3 separate regions of the Sus scrofa genome follow, and regions 2 and 3 are each linked to region 1. The links are chromatin contacts, called in public Hi-C maps. All regions are on one chromosome and are shown on one strand. The core of a region is the stretch at or near the end of the contact, and the rest is flanking DNA. Distances in the headings are between cores, read along the strand shown.

The links. A called contact is a pair of places that touch in the nucleus more often than the background predicts.
Region 2: a Hi-C map of skeletal muscle shows a contact between it and region 1, with 3 times the contacts expected there. The contact joins the promoter of TSPAN33 here to the enhancer-like site in region 1. A contact is called at or near these places in 7 of 47 Hi-C or Micro-C datasets (adipocytes, fibroblasts, liver and 4 more) and 1 of 2 datasets of contacts at active chromatin or transcription factors (skeletal muscle).
Region 3: a Hi-C map of skeletal muscle shows a contact between it and region 1, with 5 times the contacts expected there. The contact joins two enhancer-like sites. A contact is called at or near these places in 2 of 5 promoter capture datasets (fetal liver and liver), 26 of 47 Hi-C or Micro-C datasets (adipocytes, adipose tissue, alveolar macrophages and 14 more) and 1 of 2 datasets of contacts at active chromatin or transcription factors (skeletal muscle).

Annotation. Positions count from the first base shown.
Region 1 is chr18:19,449,200-19,452,040 of Sscrofa11.1, reverse strand. SMO (smoothened homolog) reads left to right here. Exons shown (of 12, transcript XM_003134680.5): 12 at 1-1,311. The coding sequence ends at 194. Among named protein-coding and RNA genes, the nearest start is that of AHCYL2, 8.8 kb to the right of the region's middle. Within about 2 kb of position 1,465, at least 9 of the 83 cell types and tissues checked have an H3K27ac peak or open chromatin away from gene starts, as enhancers often do. A contact at or near this core is called in adipose tissue, retroperitoneal adipose tissue and skeletal muscle, where this site is marked.
Region 2 is chr18:19,512,860-19,515,700 of Sscrofa11.1, reverse strand. TSPAN33 (tetraspanin-33) reads left to right here and starts at 1,340. Exons shown (of 8, transcript XM_003134681.4): 1 at 1,340-1,690. The coding sequence starts at 1,589.
Region 3 is chr18:19,491,633-19,494,473 of Sscrofa11.1, reverse strand. It overlaps TSPAN33 (tetraspanin-33), which reads left to right. Exons shown (of 8, transcript XM_003134681.4): 8 at 1-864. Among named protein-coding and RNA genes, the nearest start is that of SMO, 14 kb to the right of the region's middle. Within about 2 kb of position 1,378, at least 37 of the 83 cell types and tissues checked have an H3K27ac peak or open chromatin away from gene starts, as enhancers often do. A contact at or near this core is called in adipose tissue, retroperitoneal adipose tissue and skeletal muscle, where this site is marked.

The sequences.
Region 1 (2,841 bases), core at 216-2,715:
CCGCAGCGGCCTGGGGAGCTGGGGAATCCTGCCGACAGGGAACCTGGACCCTGGTCTCCCACCCCTTCTGCCCAGAGCCCAGCGCCCCAGCCCCCATGGCCTGGGTGCAGGGCCGCCGGCCGGGGCTGGGGCCCATTCACTCCCGCACCAACCTGATGGAGGCAGAACTCATGGACGCAGACTCGGACTTCTGAGCCTGGAGAGCAGGACCTGGGACAAGAAGGAGGAACAAATACGTTCCAAGGCTCATCTTCCTCCCTGAGGGTGCTTCCCCAGGGTCTGCTCTTCCAGAGAACCCGAGGGCCCAGCGGCGCCCCCAGGAGAGTTCCTCGTGTCTGGCTCTCGCAGCAGGACTGTGGGAAAGAGCCCTGCCGTTGCCACCCATAGGCCTCACCCCTGGCCAGGCCCTGGAGCTCAGGGTCCTTGTTTCTGCCCCAGCAGCTGGAGCCTGGCTGGCAGCATCTATCTCCAACAGAAGTCATGGGGTATGTAGAGCTTCTGGTGGGCCAGAAAAGGTGGAAGCAGTGGTGGCGGTACAGGGAATTGGCAGTGGTGGCCAGGGAGGCAGCCAAGCCCATGTCTGGCAGGTAAGGGCTGGCTGCCCTTTTCTGTGCCGGGGGTGCCCTTCCCTGGCACTCGCAGACCCAAAGTGTTGATTGTGCCATTAGCCCTTTGTCCAAGTGGGGATGGAGCTCCCTCCTCCCTTTCCGGGGTGCTTGTGGGGTGGGTGTGCCCATGCCCACGGGGCTGTAACCTCTCAGTGTCCAGCCAGCTCCACCCCAGGCCAGTAACCCACCCTGTGTTTTCCTGCACCCCCTTTCCCCATTTCAGTTCAACCAGGCCACCCTCTCCTGTTTCCTGTTTGTTGATGATGACCCAGAATTACAGCATTTTCTGTCTCCCACCCCCGCCCCTTTACTGCTGGCCTCCCCTCTCCAGGTGGGAGACAGGTTCAGCTAAAGCTATAGCGCCGGGTGTGGTATAGAAGCCGTGAGTCCCGGGGAGCCTCTGGGCCACCAAGAGATACGTGCTCGCTCTTCCTCTTTCTCTGTCCAGTGGGGGGTGGCTCCTCTGACTTGAGGGGCTACCCTGGGAAGCTGCTAACGCTTCAGCCAAGCAGGAGAGCTTCCTTCAACTTCCATAACCAGTGGGTGAAGGGATTCCCACCTCCCATAACCCCCACCCAAGTTCCCAAGGCCCCAGTTTCAAGCACCAGACAGCAAGAAGCCTTAGCAGCTGGCCGGGTTCCAGATCAGTGGGTAGGGATAGGGAGACGAAGCATACACAGTAAATAAAAGGTTTTTGTATAAACTCTGAGTCTGCTGCTTTCCATAGGCCCCCATCTTGACTTCACTATCTGCTTGGTCCTGATCTCATTTTTCTCCCACATCCTCCTCGGGCTGTTCTGGAAGGCCACAAGCTTGGTGCTGATGAGGTCACCACTGACAGATGTTAAGCTGATGTCAGCTTGATGTGCTGGCCGTCCTTCCTGGCCAGTTGGCTCTATTTATGGACAGAAGCTCTGGCCACAGCTGCCTCACTGCACATTGATCATGAGTGGGCAAGAACACACAGCTTGTTCCTGAGGTGATGACTGGAAGCAAGTGTCCCCTGCCGGGGAGTGTAGATGGGCAATCCTGGGCCCCTCTCTGGGACCTCTTGCCTCTACAAGAGATGTCTGTGAAACCAGGTGCATTCTTTTTTTTTTTTTTTTTTTTTTGCTTTTTAGGGCTGCACCCATGGCATATGGAGGTTCCCAGGCTAGGGGTCTAATCAGAGCTACAGCAGCAGCCGTGGCATCCGAGCTGTGTCGTCGACCTACACCACAGCTCACGGCAACGCCGGATCCGTAACCCCCTGAGTGAGGCCAGGGATCGAACCCGCACGTTCATGATTCCTAGTTGGATTCATTTCCGCTGCACCACAACGGGAACTCCGGACCAGGTGCATTCTGATCCTTGGCTTCCTCCCCTGAGCAGTCAAAGGAATTCCGGCTTCACGGAGGGAAGCTTGTCAGCCCCACTTCCTCCAAAAAGATGTCCGTAGAAGACTGGAAACTAGGCTCAGGATGCTGCGGAACAGATCTGTGGAGGGACGGGGGCAGTTCCTCCAGACAACTCGGAGGGTATCGTGGGGTATTAGCAGTGTTCAGGAGGGGAGCTCAACTGATCGGGGCACAAGCGATTTGCCCAGAGCCAAGTTCCAGGGAAAGAGGAAAAGGAACTGACTGATCATATTCTAGGTACTTTACATGTGTATAATAATAAATACAATAGCAGCTAATTCTTATTAAATGCTCGCTAGCTCTCTTCTAAGCATTTTATATGTACAAACCTGTTGAATCTCACAACAGACCTATGAGGCATCCTTACCACCCCCAAGACGCTGAGGCACAGAAAGGCTCGACAGTTTGCCTGAAGCCACGGAGTAAGTGACAACACTGGGATTGCCTCAGGGCCCTCTGGCTCCAGAGTCACCTGGCTCTCGGCCACTGCACTCTACTGCCTCTTGTTTCAGTCAGAAGGATCGGAGGAGCTAGTTTGCAAAATGACTTGCCCACAACCTGGTCGCTAGTGACAGCCACTGGGCGCAGGGTCTTCCTGACTATGCCACCCAGACTCCTTCCACTGTCATTTCTGACCTTTGGATTGTCCTCCTCTCCAGGCTTCCCTGGTGCTGTGTTCCCTCTGGCCACTCCCTTCGCCTTGTGCTTGCCTGCCTTGCTTATTCTTGCCATCACCGCCCCACTCAACAGTAGCAGAGCTATTTTTTTAAGTTCAAATATAGTGTTTACAATATTGTGTTAGTTTCAGGTGTACAGCAAAGTGGTTCAGATAGATA
Region 2 (2,841 bases), core at 91-2,590, 64 kb before region 1:
CCAAGTCATACAACTGATGAGGCTGAAATAATTGTTTTACTCTGTTCAGACTGTTATAAAGAAACTGCTATGAACTGAGTGGCTTATAAACAACAGAAATATATTTCTCACAGTTCTGGAGGCTAGAAAGTCCAAGATCTAGACACCCACAGATTCAATTTCTGGTGAGAGCCTACTTCCTGATTCCTAGGCAGCTGTCTTCTCGCTGTGTCCTAACCTGGCAGAGAGGGTTAGGGAGCGCTCTAGGGTCTCTTTTACAAAGGCACTAATCCCATTCATGAAAGCTCCATTTCTTGTGACCTAAGCAAAACCACCCCCCCACCCCCACCCCAGGCCCCATCTTTAATACCATAACCTTGGGAGGCAAGATTTCAACATCTGAGTTTGGGTTGGGGGTGGTGATACAAACAGTCTTCAGCATTCGTGTTTGTGTTACTTATGGTAGCCAGGCAGGGTCCACCACCTACATTTCACTCAACCTGTGCGTGCCAGATCACCGTGTTTAAAACCGGTGTAGACCAAGACACCAAGACTTAAATAGGGAGGTGAGGATTGAAACGGTGATGAATTAGGATGGTAGCATTGTTGGTGATGTTTCCAAATTTCCACCATTGGGTTATAGAGTTTTTGAAATAAGCATTTAAAATATGCAGTTACTGGAGTTCCCTTGTGGTGCAGCAGGTTAAGGATGCAGTGTTATCACTGCAGTGGCTCTGGTAGCTGCTGTGGTACGGGTTCAACTCCTGGCCTGGGAACTTCCACATGCCAGCTGGTGCGGCAAAACAAAACAAAACAAAACAAAAAAACCCCACATATACATAAATATATATACATAAATACGTATATATCTAGTTACTAAACAGGACTGCAGCTACTCTTAAATATTCTCAATTGCTATATGTAGGTTCGTTTTGTCTCTGATTTTATTGTCATCCCCCTCAACCCCGGATTCTTGTGTCCCACAGTTTTCAGCGCATTGCTCAACATATGGTCTACGTACTTGTTGATTTTAGTGTATGTGTGTTTGCATATGGTGCACAGCAACTGCGTAGAGGAGTGGGTGTGTGATGCAGCGTGCATTCCTTCTGATCCTTTTTCCCTTGAATAGCTGCAGCCTGGATGTTTTCTTCTTGAGGGTGGAGGCAGAATCACTGACCCTTTAACAAGTTGTCCCTCGCAGAACAGGTGTCTCCCCCGCCTTTCAGAAAAGAGGGATGGTTGGACACTAAGTGACACCAGAGGCTGGCCAATGAGAAGTCGGGTTTTGGCAGACCAACCAATGGGCGGCCTGGGGCGGGCCCGGTTTCCTGGGAGCCCGGCGGGCCGGGCTGGTCCTCTGGCCGCAGCGGAGTCTCAGCCGCTCACGCTGCCCGCGGTGGCTCCCGCGACTCCCGGCGGCTCCAGTGGCGGCGCCGTTCCTCAGCCCGCGCTTCTTCCGGACGCACGGCGCGGGCACCTCCCGCCGCGCCGCAGCTTCGCCGCCGCTCGGGCTCCAGCGGTGGCGCGGCTCATGCCTCCCGGCGCGGAGCGCTCAGGTGGGCCGGCCGCCGCGGGGAGATAGGCCCCCGGGGGCGGCGGCGGCTGGACCATGGCCCGGAGACCCCGGGCGCCGGCTGCCTACGGGGAGGACTTCTCCTTCGTCAGCCCGCTGGTGAAATACCTGCTCTTCTTCTTCAACATGCTCTTCTGGGTGAGTCTTGGGGGCTCGTGGGGGCATCTGGGCGGCAGGGCACCCCCTGGAGGGCTGAGTGGGCTGCCCGCGGCTGAGGAGGGTTGTCCCCGGATGCCGGGTTCGAGGCGAGCGTGGTGAGCCGCACTGCCTAGTTTTCCGGGAAGACCGCACTTTGGGGTAATTTATCCTAGGCAGGGACACCACAGTGACGCCTTGTGTGTAGGGGGTGTTGGGGTGGGGGGGGTCTGCAAGGGATTCAGTAAAGACTTATGGGTATTCCATGGGCAGCGGAGGAGGGTCTGTTTTAGGCCAAAAAAAAAAAAAAAAAAAAAAAAAGGTGGGTTTGAGCGGGAGGAGTGGGTTTTCTTGTTGGTCGAAGGCAGACCCACTGATACGTGTTAGCAGTCTTAGTAGTTAAAAATCCCATCGTTGGGGGATTTTTTGGCCTGGGAGGCCCTGATAGCAAAGAAAAGAGGAAGAGGGGGAAACCCAAACCTTCCTTCTCCCTTACCTCAGAGAGAAGGGGTTAAGGGGCTCTCATCTCTTCCTTTTGCAGGCCTCTACCCTCCCTTCCCCCCCGCAAAAGGCGGAAAAAGGACAGGAATGGCCTCCGGGTGTAGATGCCTTTCCCAGCACTGTCTCAAACTTTGCCTCACCTTGCTCGGGACCAGACTCTAGCCCCTGGAGTTTGACAGTCTTCAGATTCTTTAAATAGGACCCTGTGTTTGACTGGAAGGTCAGGGGTCCTTTCAGAATCTTCTGCTTAGGGCTGGAAAAGTGGAAAAAAATGTTGGACTGGGGCTGCCTGGATTTTCATCCCCACTCTGCCATTAATTGTTAACTTGACTAACCTGGGCCATACGCTCACCTCTGTAGGCCTTGGTCTCTCCTCCGTAAAATCAAACGCCACATGATCAAGGATGTCGGAAATACTCTGCTGGAGCTGTGAATGCAGCTGGACCAGATCTTGAAATGCTAGCTCAATCCTGTTTCATGTCTAGAGAATCCCTGAGGCCCTCCGGGTTTGAGAACATAGTGGGACCCACCATACACACCCCGACCCCCACCCCGACCTCCAGATTCCCTGATTTTCTTCCGGCACCAACTACATCAGAGCTGCGGCTCTCGGAGCCCATTACACTTGCCCACCTCTGCCTGAGACCTAAAGT
Region 3 (2,841 bases), core at 129-2,628, 43 kb before region 1:
AGAGCCCAGGGGGAAGAAGCAACTCCAGATTGCAGAAGGCAGGGTGCACAGGTGGCTCAAGGCTGGGAAGGATGTGGCCCCTCTCCCCCTCCTAGCTCTCAGCATTGTTGTTTTGTTCTGTTTCTAACCTTAAGCATTTGGGTTTATGTTTGGTTTGGTTTGTTTTGTTTTGTCTGAGCAGAGTTGCTTGAGCAACAGCAGGGGCACAGAGTTGTGCGGGCATTAGGCTTCTCACAGAGGCGCTAAAACTGACAACTCTGCTAGGGCTGCTCCTGAGCTTGAACATTCTCAGATTCTGGCTGTTGCCAGCGAGACCTTCCTGGGGAGTGGACACCAGGAACCCCGCCTGGAGTCCAGTTGACATGATACCAGCTCCAGAAGGGAAGAGAGTGGAGCAGGCAATGAGCATGGGGGTCGGATGGGGACAGTTGTATGTGCTGGGTAGGAGTGGAAGGCGATGTGTTTACTAACTGCCTGGCAGGCCATCCTCCCAGGTAGTCTGAGTGAGCTACATCCTGCCCCTCCCTCATTTCCATGGAAACGGGGCAGCAAGGGCAAGGGGTCCAATAGCAGCCAAACTCATCTCTTCTCCCCTCCTTTAAAAAAATGTTTGGAACCATGCTCTCTATATTCTGAAGCCAGCAGAGGTGGGACTGAGCCATAGGTGCCCTTGAATTCCTCCCCTGTCTGGCCCTTCCTCCCCAGCAAGTGGGGTATTTCTTAACCTTGGCAGTGTGCAAAGAAAGAGAGGTAATACCCCCCATTCCTCTGCATCAGAGCTTAGTGTTTCTACAATGTAAGCAGGGATCTTGCTGGGGCTGGGGGAGCCAGAAATGGCAATAAAAGTTTGTTGACCTGGGCTAAGCTAGACTCCATGAATTTTCCATTCCGGCAACTGGAAGGGGAGGGGTATAAGAGCCAAGCCTGGGGTGGGGGAAGGGAGTGGGGGGGGCCTGCCTCCAGGAGGTACCTCCCCACCCCCCACCCCCACCCCCTTAACCAAATGCCCTACTCCCCTCCCGCAACCGCGACCTCTCTGGTCTAAACTAGATCGAGGGGTTCCTAATTCGCATCTGGGAACCGCGTAATTTTATCCCCAAACCTGACGTTCATTTTTCCCCCCGAACTAAAGTGAATTACATTAATGTGCTGACCCAAATTCAGGATGCGTTAGGGAAGGATCTGTCCGGAAATCACAGTCTAGCCCTCTCCGCAGGGAAGGGAGGAGGGATAAAGAGAAGTCATCTCTTCAGGCCCAGTCTAGACCTCCAGTCCTCTCCTCCACCTTCATCTGAGGGCGTTGGGTACCGGGGCCCATCCCGTTTTAGTGACGACTCGGAAAACCGTCCGGCTCTGCGCCGGGCTCGCCAGCGCCGAGCAGCGCGCGAGAGGGCGGCGACCCGGGAGGCCCGGCTGGCGCGTCGCGGGGCGGGGCCGGGGCGGAGCCGCGCGGCGCCGTGGGTGGTCCCCGCCCCCGCGGCGGCTGGCCCGGCGCCTCCGCGCCCATCCCCCGTCCTGGGGGCGGCGCGGCCCCGCCGCTGAGCGGACGTACCCCAACTCCCCCCGCCGCGCCCCGCCGTCGCGGGGCTCACGCTAGGGGTTTGGCCTGGCTGAGGAAAGCGTGGGGAGAAGCCCTCCCGCGCAGGGAAGACAGAGTCGCGAATTCTCTCCCCGCCCCGCTTTCCCTTAAGCCAGCCTTCTGCTCCTGGAAGGGCGCCTTTCCAGCAGCCGCCCGGGGCCCCAGCCAGTTTAGCTCCAGATAGTAACAGAATGGAAAAATAAAATAAAATCATCCCAAATAAATTAAAAATAAGGGCTTTTTATTCCGGGAGAGAAGAGTAAAAAAGCGCGCCTTCTTAGAGCCAGAGTTGCACTTTTTACTACTTCACTTGGTGATGCAGACCCAGAAGTCCATGCTAGGAGCTGGGGTGATGCACGTTCCAGGTTCACCGAATTTGAGAAGCTTACCTGGCAGGGGGCTCATTTAGGGCCTCTTGGAGGAAAAGACCAGGAACGCTGGTCTGCAGACCAAAGATTCAAATCCAAATTTCTTAAACTCCAAACTACACTTAAGTCTCTACCGTCTCTCAGCATTTAGCCGTCTGGGCTTAGACAAAAGGGGTTGGGAATTTCTGACCAAGTCCCAAGCCTTAAACTGCCCTATGCAAATGTTCAGGAACTTAGAGTGTGGTTCAGTGTTTTCCAGCTAGATTCTCTTCTCATTGTCTCTGGCTCTCGGCATTTATCTAGCTTTCTTACTCTTTGGCCTGATGCCAGGAGGGAATATGCCTCAATTTTGGAAAGATTTCTTAATGTAATTTCACGTTTCGATTTAATTTACTCCCTGAATTTGTTTCTAATAACCCTAGTCTCAAGCATGTGGGGTTAACACCAGGATCTTACAACAGCTACCAAATCTGAGCCTCAAAGGTGGGTGAATGGAAGTTTCATGGAGCTGTAGAAATCAGGCTGGATGGGCAGAAGTAGAGAGAAAAGTCCTAAAGGATGATGAAAATTTGGGATGACATGGCAAGAAAGGTACCCCTAGGGCCTCAAGCACTACAGTAAACAAGGACTTGAGGACAAATTTTACAGAATGTTCAGTGAAGTTCTAATTCCTTCTCTATGTTCTATTGCTGCAGTAACAAATCATCATAAATTGGGTGGCTTAATTCAACACAAATTTGTTATCTTAGGTTTTAGAAGTCAGAAGTCTAAAATGGGTCTCACTGAGCTAAAAAATCAAGGTGAGCACAGAGCTAAGTTCCTTCTGAGGGCCCTAGAGAATCCATTTTCCAGCTTTTAGAACATGCGTTCCTTGGTGCCTGGCCTCTTTTCCAT